Linked DNA regions of Nothobranchius furzeri: region 1 is linked to region 2. Evidence: chromatin contacts called from public Hi-C data. All regions are on one chromosome and are shown on one strand. The core of a region is the stretch at or near the end of the contact, and the rest is flanking DNA. Distances in the headings are between cores, read along the strand shown.

Region 1 (3,768 bases), core at 67-2,566, 130 kb before region 2:
GGAGGAGTTACTGATCCCTGAACTGCCTCCTGAAGTCATGGCATTGGCGGCAGAAGCGTCCGTGTAGGTGGGAATGACAGTTTTGAAGCCGTCCTGAGTTAGCAGGTGCTGGCTGGTGGACAGCAGGTGAGACGCGGACGGGCTGATTCCGGTGGAGCTGAACGCCGAGTGCGTCAGCGAGGAGAAGTCCGGGTTATAGCCGCTCAGCTGGGAGTGGATCGCCTGCGGGGTCCCGGAGTGCAGAGAAGTCTGGAGGGTGCTCGTGGGATTCTGGACATCGAGCCATGAGCCGGGGTTGCTGTGGACGTCCCACCACGAGGACGCGCCGTTCGCAACATCACCAGAGATGGTGGAGTGGAACCCCGACTTGTACCACGACTCATACGGGTGCGCCATGCCCACTCGCGGGTACAGAGTCTCGGCTGAAGTGTGGACTTTGGAGATAAAAGCAGACTGGCCAGATTCCTGCGTTGTGACGCTCGCAGAGTTGGAAAACAGACCGCTGTACTCGGTGGAGAACGCAGAGGAGGTCGGGGATGTGGAGGCTAAGCAGAAGGCGCTGTTGCCGGTGCCACTGGTCGGTGTTAGTCCCGTCGAAGCTCGGCTCGTTGCCACCGTGAAACCGGGCAGACTGGATCCTAAGTTGCAGCTGGAGGAGGATCTCTTCCACGGGTGAAATCCACCTTTGGAGAAAGCGCTGGAGTCGGGTAAAGTTGTCAGAGGGCTGGTGTTACCGATTTTGTTGCAAGTTGCAGCCAACATAGCTAAAGGTGTAGTTCCAAAACGTGGCTCTTCCTGGAAAAACACCAAAATTTTCACTTATAAAGGATGTTTGAACAAAAAACCCAGCAATATTATAAAAGACTATTTATTTAGCCGAAAAACATTTTAGAGAGAGAAAACTAATTCCCTTTAAGTGGGTGTACTACGACAAAAACATGTAGAAACATTCTAAAAATCACAAACTAAACGGATTGTTGCCACAAAAGTTTGGAGACCTTTTGCGCAGCGCACAAACTATTTGTTCAAAGTATTTTTCTTATAAATGGTGACCAAACTATAACGGCACTTTTTAAAAGCATGAACAGATGCACGTTTGAATAAACTGCCAACTTCTTTTGTTGCAAAGTAAAGTAGAAAACAACAAGTATGCGCAACTTTGGTGCGTAAAGCCAGACTCACCCCAAGTATAGACGTAGCCATATCCAGGGTCTGCTGCGGTGAGTGCGCTCGCGGTCTCGAGGCTGTATGACTCCAATTTGATTCGGATTTTCCCGTGTTGACTCGGGTCACACGGTTTCTCTCCTGGCTCACAGCTCCCAACACTACCTAGTTGTAGCGAGCGTCTTCTTTGAAGTACAGCTGGAGAGGAGACGCAGCCAATCTGCGAGCCGCGTTCACGGCCGGGGTTTAAACTCAACCAATGAGAAGCACGACCGCAGACAGAAACACCAAAAACCCCGCCGTCAATCATGTGCTGTGCAGCCTCTGCTCACACTGTCACACAAGACACGAATTGATAGATATATTTTTTATGCATACCGTTATTTTTATGTATTCTCTCACTCGAAGGCGCAATGTCGCTTTTCGCTGTAGAAATGAGCTCACGCGTCAAATCTCCAGGAGGTAAGCGCTTTTCCCTGTTTGTGGTTCTGGATCGTTGCGGCTTCACTCCGGATCTAAAGGTTTTCTTTCTTGGTTTTTCATATTCAGATCATGCGCAATAGGTCCTGGAACGTTCTGATAATTTGAGCACAAACTTTAAGAGAACAATCATCCAAAATATAGTTTACGCGCAGCTGGAATTGGTTTCGATTGGCATGGAAATCATAGATTCTAGAAGCTAAAGGTTTTATTTTGTTGTTTTAACGTGTTTTTGTTCATATTTAAGATTATAAGTTCAAGAGCAAGGTCCGGCTGCGAAGGACTGCGTAAAATGACTTGGCACAGGGCATGTAAAGAAAAAAAAACTGTTTACGTAATTGATCAAAAATTCCATTTATCTCATTTTATCACTTTCAGTCACAGCCCACGTGTTTGTGAGCTTATTTGCGCGCTTTTCCCGCTGCATGCGCACTTCTTAGGTGACAGCAGGTGAGGGGTAAACGCGCGCGTAAAAGTTGCAGCATCAGAGAGTCCTGCTTCCAAGGCCGCCAATCAGGATGCACAATCAGAATAAACATATTTAAAAAATAATCATGTAAATTCTTCCACAAAATCCGTATATTTCATTATTTTTTATTCTTGCCGCAGTTTCTGCTTTATTCCATATGCTTGTTAAAAATGCTCAGATATAATGTAAAATTGACCTGCTCCCATCTGATTCACCCCCCCCCCCCATTTTTTTTAAAGTTAAAGCAATTTTCCATAGAAAGGGCTTCACGGAAAGCTGTGCATTACAGTATTCAAAAACGGGCAAATAATGCGCTATTATGGCGCATGAATGGCGCCAGTAAACACAGATGCAATTTGTTCAAATACCCCCCACCCCCCACCCCCCTTTCTCTCTCTTTTTCCTCCCCTCTTTGCTTTAAAGCCCCACCTTTGAAAGGGTGAATAAAAATCAGTCTCATCAACAACTGAACGCAGCCAAGAAAATTGAATCGTTTTTACAATCATGACAATTTGCCTGAGTGCTGTTAACAGTATTAACTGGCTTTTCTACATAAGCAGAGATGATTGCAGCTTAAGGCGAGTTAGATTTATTCTCTAAAAATCTGTTCATTTTAATTTATTTCACAATAAATAAGAACATCCACCTTCATACTTTGATTATTATTTTGTTTCAAATCTAATCTATTCCCAATTTACCCATTTCTGTTTTCCCTTAAATGGTTTGGATAATGGAATATCAGTGATGTTTTCCAGATTTTTTCCGCTTTGAACACAAGAGAGGAGAACATGATCTCTCGTCATTCAAGTGAGAATTCAGAGTTGAATCTGTAATCCCGAGCCGCATTCGTGAGCACTTCTCCGTGGCAATTAGGAGCCTATTACAAGCCATTAGATTGATCAATGTACCTTAAACAATGGGAATGATTTATTTGGTCGAACAAAATGCTCTGCATCTATTGTGAGGAGTGTAAGTGGGGGTGCATCCATCAACAAAAGATAAATGATTAATTCAGAGCTGTTCATTTAAAATTCTTCCCACAAAGCCCTCACTCTTCAAAATCCAGTTTATTCCAGCCTCATTTTCTGCATGTTAAACCAGGCAGCTCGCTGGATTGGGCAGTGCTTTCTGGTTGTGCCCCTGTGTGCGTCTTAATTTGTGTGTCTGCAGAGGGAAGTTTATTTGAGGATGTTTAACTAATTGTTGAAATTTAGTGTGCTCATGCGGCTACACCTGTTTCTCTCCCAAGGGGGCTGGAGTAAACTGTGAGTGGAAGGATGCTGATGAAGCTCCACTTGGATCAGAAAAAGAAGAAAGTGTCTTTCATGTAGATTTAGCCTAAATAGTTTGCTCGTTTTATCTGCAGTTTTTCTTATTTTCTGCAGTTTGGTTGGAAAATTAGACATAAAAAATAAATCAATTACAAAGTGAAGCAAACAGCTGTAAATTAAAACGTCACAGCGAGTGTTCTTCAGCCTGTCAGCACAGATTTATACCGTTCAAATCTGGTGAATAAATGTCACTTTGAAGCCTGTAAGTGAGCTTTCTACAACTAGACACTCATTAACCTCCTTCATACTTTCCACAGCTAAATTTGAACGTGCAGGTCAGCTCACCATGCAGCTCACAGTGTCAGCTTACACTTCTAGAGGCTG
Region 2 (4,364 bases), core at 718-3,217:
TGGTGGCAAGTGGATCCCTGGAAAAAAAAAACAGCTGAAATTCTGCTTCGGTTTGATCACCAGTCGTTGTTTTAATGACACGGTGAGCGCAGAACTTACAGTGGAGCTGTTGTAGACCTTATCCCGCACGTTGAAGCAGATCCCCTGCAGCTCCGACTCTGTGATGTCCTCCACAGGCCGCACCACGTGAGGGATGGCCTTAGTGCCACTAAAGCACCGGCGGCGTGGCTGTGCAGGAAAGTTTTACGCGTCAGAACGTTTAAATGAACGAGATTTTACCAAAAGCTCTGATCTTTCTTACAGGTTCATCAACTTCCTCGTAGTAGCGGCTTTTGCGAACCAGGCTGAACTCATCTTCGGGGTCTTCCTTAGGGGTCGGGCTGGGGGGTCCATCCACCTGAGAGCGAGAACGAGTGTGGGGTCGGGACAGCCGCTCCGGGTTTCTCCTGAAAGCTCTCGGGAGTCCCGTGGATCGCTGAGGTGTCCGTCTTGGCTGACAGAGGTAATTATAAATTAAATTAAAAATCACCAGTTAATGTGAAAGACCTGTTGTTAATAGACGGTTAACTTTACAGTGGTTGAAGCCGACATCGCCATTCGTCTTCCTGGGAAGAGCCCCGGCACTTTGTTCAGCTCTGCCATGAGCTTTGCAAGCTGAAACATAAAAATAAAAAAAACATTTTTATCTTTTTATAAATTCAAGGACGAAAAGTAGGAAAATAAAAAACAGGCCACACCATTGCTTTATTCTCTTTAATATTCAGGGCTCTCTTGCTCATAAAGTTCTCCTCCTCAGAGTCAGAGTCCTGGATTTTGGGTTGTGGCAGCGGTTCAGACGCAGGTCTCTTCCTGTTTGTCGTCTTTGTGGGAAAACTCATGGCAACCTTCAGGGCATTCGGTCTGCGGCGTCTTGGTTGCTTGGTTTCTACTTTCTGCAAGAATAAAATCTTTTTAGTTCAAGAGGAACATGCACGCTTGGTTTAAGAGTTGCAAAATCTTTCCGGCTGCACCTCCTACCATAGCTTTGATCCGACTGCTGATCTCGCTGTCATCAGAGCCGCTGCAGGAGTCGTCCTCAAACACTTTGGGTTTGTCTGTCATTCTCCTCATCTGCTTCTAAAGACAAGGGCATGTGTCACAACCAATAGTTGCTCCCATTTTCTACAGAAGTATGATCAAATCTGGCATTTTGCAGTATTTTACCGTGTTAGCGAAGCCCCCATCAGAGCCAAAACTGTCACAGCTGTCATCAGAGGAAGAGGTGGTCGCTATGGGAACCAATACAACACTGCAGAACCTCCTCAAACTCATCCTGGATGATGGAGGCTGGGCCGCCTGTTTCGGAATGGGGGTCAAAATAACAAACGGAAAATATTTTTAGTTTCATTTGATCTTAATGAATGTTTATTATTAAAAATTGTATATTATAGAGCTATAACAAGGAATAACCTCCTACTTTGGCTAGATGCAACAACTTAACATATGATGTCAGAACTTTCAAATACAATTGTAAATATACTAAGAAACAGTGATAGTTGTGGGGAATGCATTTGCGAATTTAATACAGATGGATAGTTTAGCTGCAGTTTTCAGGACACACCCCTAAGCCTAAACAAAGTGTAGTCTATGTAAATACATTATATTTTATTATCAGTTTAACAAAAAAAATAGTTAAATAAACGCGTTCTGAGTGCATAACTTGAAAGTAACCGTGCAGGCCTTCCTTTAATGCACTGCTTGGGGAATCAAAACCTATCTGTGACCTGATGTTTTATTAGAATATAATAACGTAACATTTGGTGTGCTGTTTATCTAAAATGTTGTGTGGTTTTCTTACCTTGGAGCGCGTAAAAGGCATTTTTCCAGGCAAAAACAGTCCAACTCTGAGTTACAGGAAGTCACCGATCAGCAGCTCTGCAGCTAACAAAGCAGGATTTGCAGCTGCATGTTGCTACATTCCGTTCATTTCCCGCGCCACAAAAAGGCCCTGAAAGCTACATAAAAACAACCCTCCAAACTTTTTTTTTTGCCTCAAATGAATTCATTTTGAAAATCGATCCAATAAATCAATACAATTATGCTCAAGAATCATTCATTCGATTTCACGTAAATACCTTTAAAAATATATTTTTACTTTTAATTCTTATGTCTCTTCCAGATCCTGCGCAGTAGCGCGAAAGCACCATTGGTGCATTTGCATACAGCGCGGGTAGAAATTTGAGTCCCTTCCAACAACTCCTTCCTAAAGATATAAGGGCCCAGAAAAAACATCAAACTATTTAAGAAATAGGTCATTTATTCACTTCATGAGTTATACAGTCAGTAAAAAGTATCATTCTTTTTGATAAAATAAAGTAACTGATAATTGTTGTCATTGTTACTGTAAAAGGGTACAATAAAAACTTGGATGACAGGTTTTCTGTAAACAGGAAGTGAAACGTAGCTGTAATATGATAAAGCTCTTATCCCTTCTTTGTATCTTGGTCTAATGTTGCTACAAGACAAAAAGTGTTAAATAACATTTTTAAAACAGCTGCAGTAGATGATGCTGTCCTCCTTTCAGTGCATGATAATAAATCTGCTTTTATTAAAAACATAAATATGGTTTGTACATGTAAAGTCATTTTTCTCTTTCTAAAAAAAGAAATAAAAATTCTGTCTGATGCACTCATATATTACTGTGATTCTTTTACATTATGCAGCTCCTTTTGAGCACATCAGTGACTATAATTCATATGTAAAACCCTTTCAGAGAATTTTCAGTTTAAAAGAAGCTGTCAGCCCACATTATGTTCTTCCGCCAGCGCCACGCCCTCCCCTGCCCTCTCTCCTCTGTCGACCTCTGAGTTGTTTATTGTCCTGACGCGGTAATCGCTTCTGACGTTCCACTTTGATCCACCCTCCATCGTTGACTTTGCCCCCCTCTTTTTCCTCGCTGGGGTTTCCTGTCACAGACAATATGCCCGGTATCATTGGTGGGCGGTTCTGTCCTGTGACACCGTAACTATTGGATCGTGGCCTCCCTGACTGCCGTGAAGCTCTGCTGTTCTTATTATGAATATTGCTTCCTCTATTATTTGTCCATGCCTGCCCCCTTACCTGCCCCCCACCCATACTCAACGTGTTGCCAAAGTAGCTGTTTCTGCAACGGTCGTACGTTGCACCGACACTGCGTGGGCGCTCTCGCTCTGAATTGCTCTCCGACGTTGTGCTGGAGGGACTGCTGCCCTTTGACCCGAGGCTGAGAGGTGAGAGTTTGGCCGACAGGCTGGCTGTTGGCGAGGAGCTACGAGAGTCGCTCCATGGAGAGGCACGGAGGTGGTTTGGAGAGCGACGCACAGCTGCAGCGTAAGAAGATGCTTGGCTTTCATGAGCGGAAAGAAACTGAGGCAGCGTGAGAGCATCAGAGCTCTTCAGAGGAGCAGACTTCTGCTGGGATTTTTGGGTTATCATATGTTTCCGCCTCACATTATCCATCCATGTTGGATCAATACCTTAAAGAAACATTTGCATTGTTCTTTAGTCATTTTTACTGGTCTTTAAAAGGACAACAAAGCTAAAAAATGTACCCATAATTACCAGAGTTGGATCTGTCTCTGGGGTCTATGTTAACCGGAGTCATCTCGATGACCAGCTCTATGGTCTTGATCTCATCTTGTCCACCGTTAGGACTCCACCTCACCTCACGACTGTGTCTTGTTGACCTTGGTGACTTCACATCATTCTGAAACATGAAAAGGAACAGATACAATAAGTTAAATACATTTTACTTGCAATAATAACAAAGACATAACAGATGTTGAAAAGGACTACCCCGGTACCTCATAATTGACGGTGTAGTCTATTCTTTGGTTTTGTTGCAATCCAACGATCCACTTATCCATCAGAAAAGGTGGCTATAACATAATAACATGAGAAAATGTTATATTTGTCTCAAAGTATTGCATGAACAGAAGGAAAATGCATGTTTTTTTTATTTTAGAATATATTTAACCCTTCTTAAGGTCAGAGTGACCTGGATAGCTCTGAATCCTGACCAATGTATTGTAGCTTACCATTTGATTTAGACTTAGACAAGCTCCAGTAGCACGCCTCCAGGCGGTTCAGAACTCTGCAGCCCGGTTGTTAACATCTACCAGGAGGTCTGAACATATAACACCAGTCCTACGTGCCTTGCATTGGCTCCCTGTTTTTTATCGCATCAGGTTTAAGGTCCTCATGTTTGTGTTCAAGGCGTTAAACACAGGGGCTCCTAAATATCTTTCCGATGTCATCCACCAGCATGTCCCGGTGCGTTCCCTTAGGTCAGCTGACCAGAGATTACTAACTGTGCCTAGGTACAGCCTGAAGTCTCGTGGTAGTCG

What was found. A called contact is a pair of places that touch in the nucleus more often than the background predicts.
Region 1: a Hi-C map of skeletal muscle shows a contact between it and region 2, with 8 times the contacts expected there. The contact joins the promoter of sp9 here to the promoter of cdca7a in region 2. A contact is called at or near these places in 2 of 2 Hi-C or Micro-C datasets (skeletal muscle and tail fin).

The regions. Positions count from the first base shown.
Region 1 is chr14:21,120,404-21,124,171 of NfurGRZ-RIMD1, reverse strand. sp9 (sp9 transcription factor) reads right to left here and starts at 1,316. Exons shown (of 2, transcript XM_015966474.3): 1 at 1,183-1,316; 2 at 1-795. The coding sequence starts at 1,203.
Region 2 is chr14:20,987,482-20,991,845 of NfurGRZ-RIMD1, reverse strand. It overlaps cdca7a (cell division cycle associated 7a), which reads right to left and starts at 1,967. Exons shown (of 10, transcript XM_015966480.3): 1 at 1,838-1,967; 2 at 1,204-1,335; 3 at 1,018-1,116; 4 at 738-932; 5 at 574-654; 6 at 302-493; 7 at 100-228; 8 at 1-17. The coding sequence starts at 1,858. It overlaps map3k20a (mitogen-activated protein kinase kinase kinase 20a), which reads right to left. Exons shown (of 20, transcript XM_054746926.2): 18 at 3,822-3,896; 19 at 3,580-3,724; 20 at 2,279-3,494. The coding sequence ends at 2,788.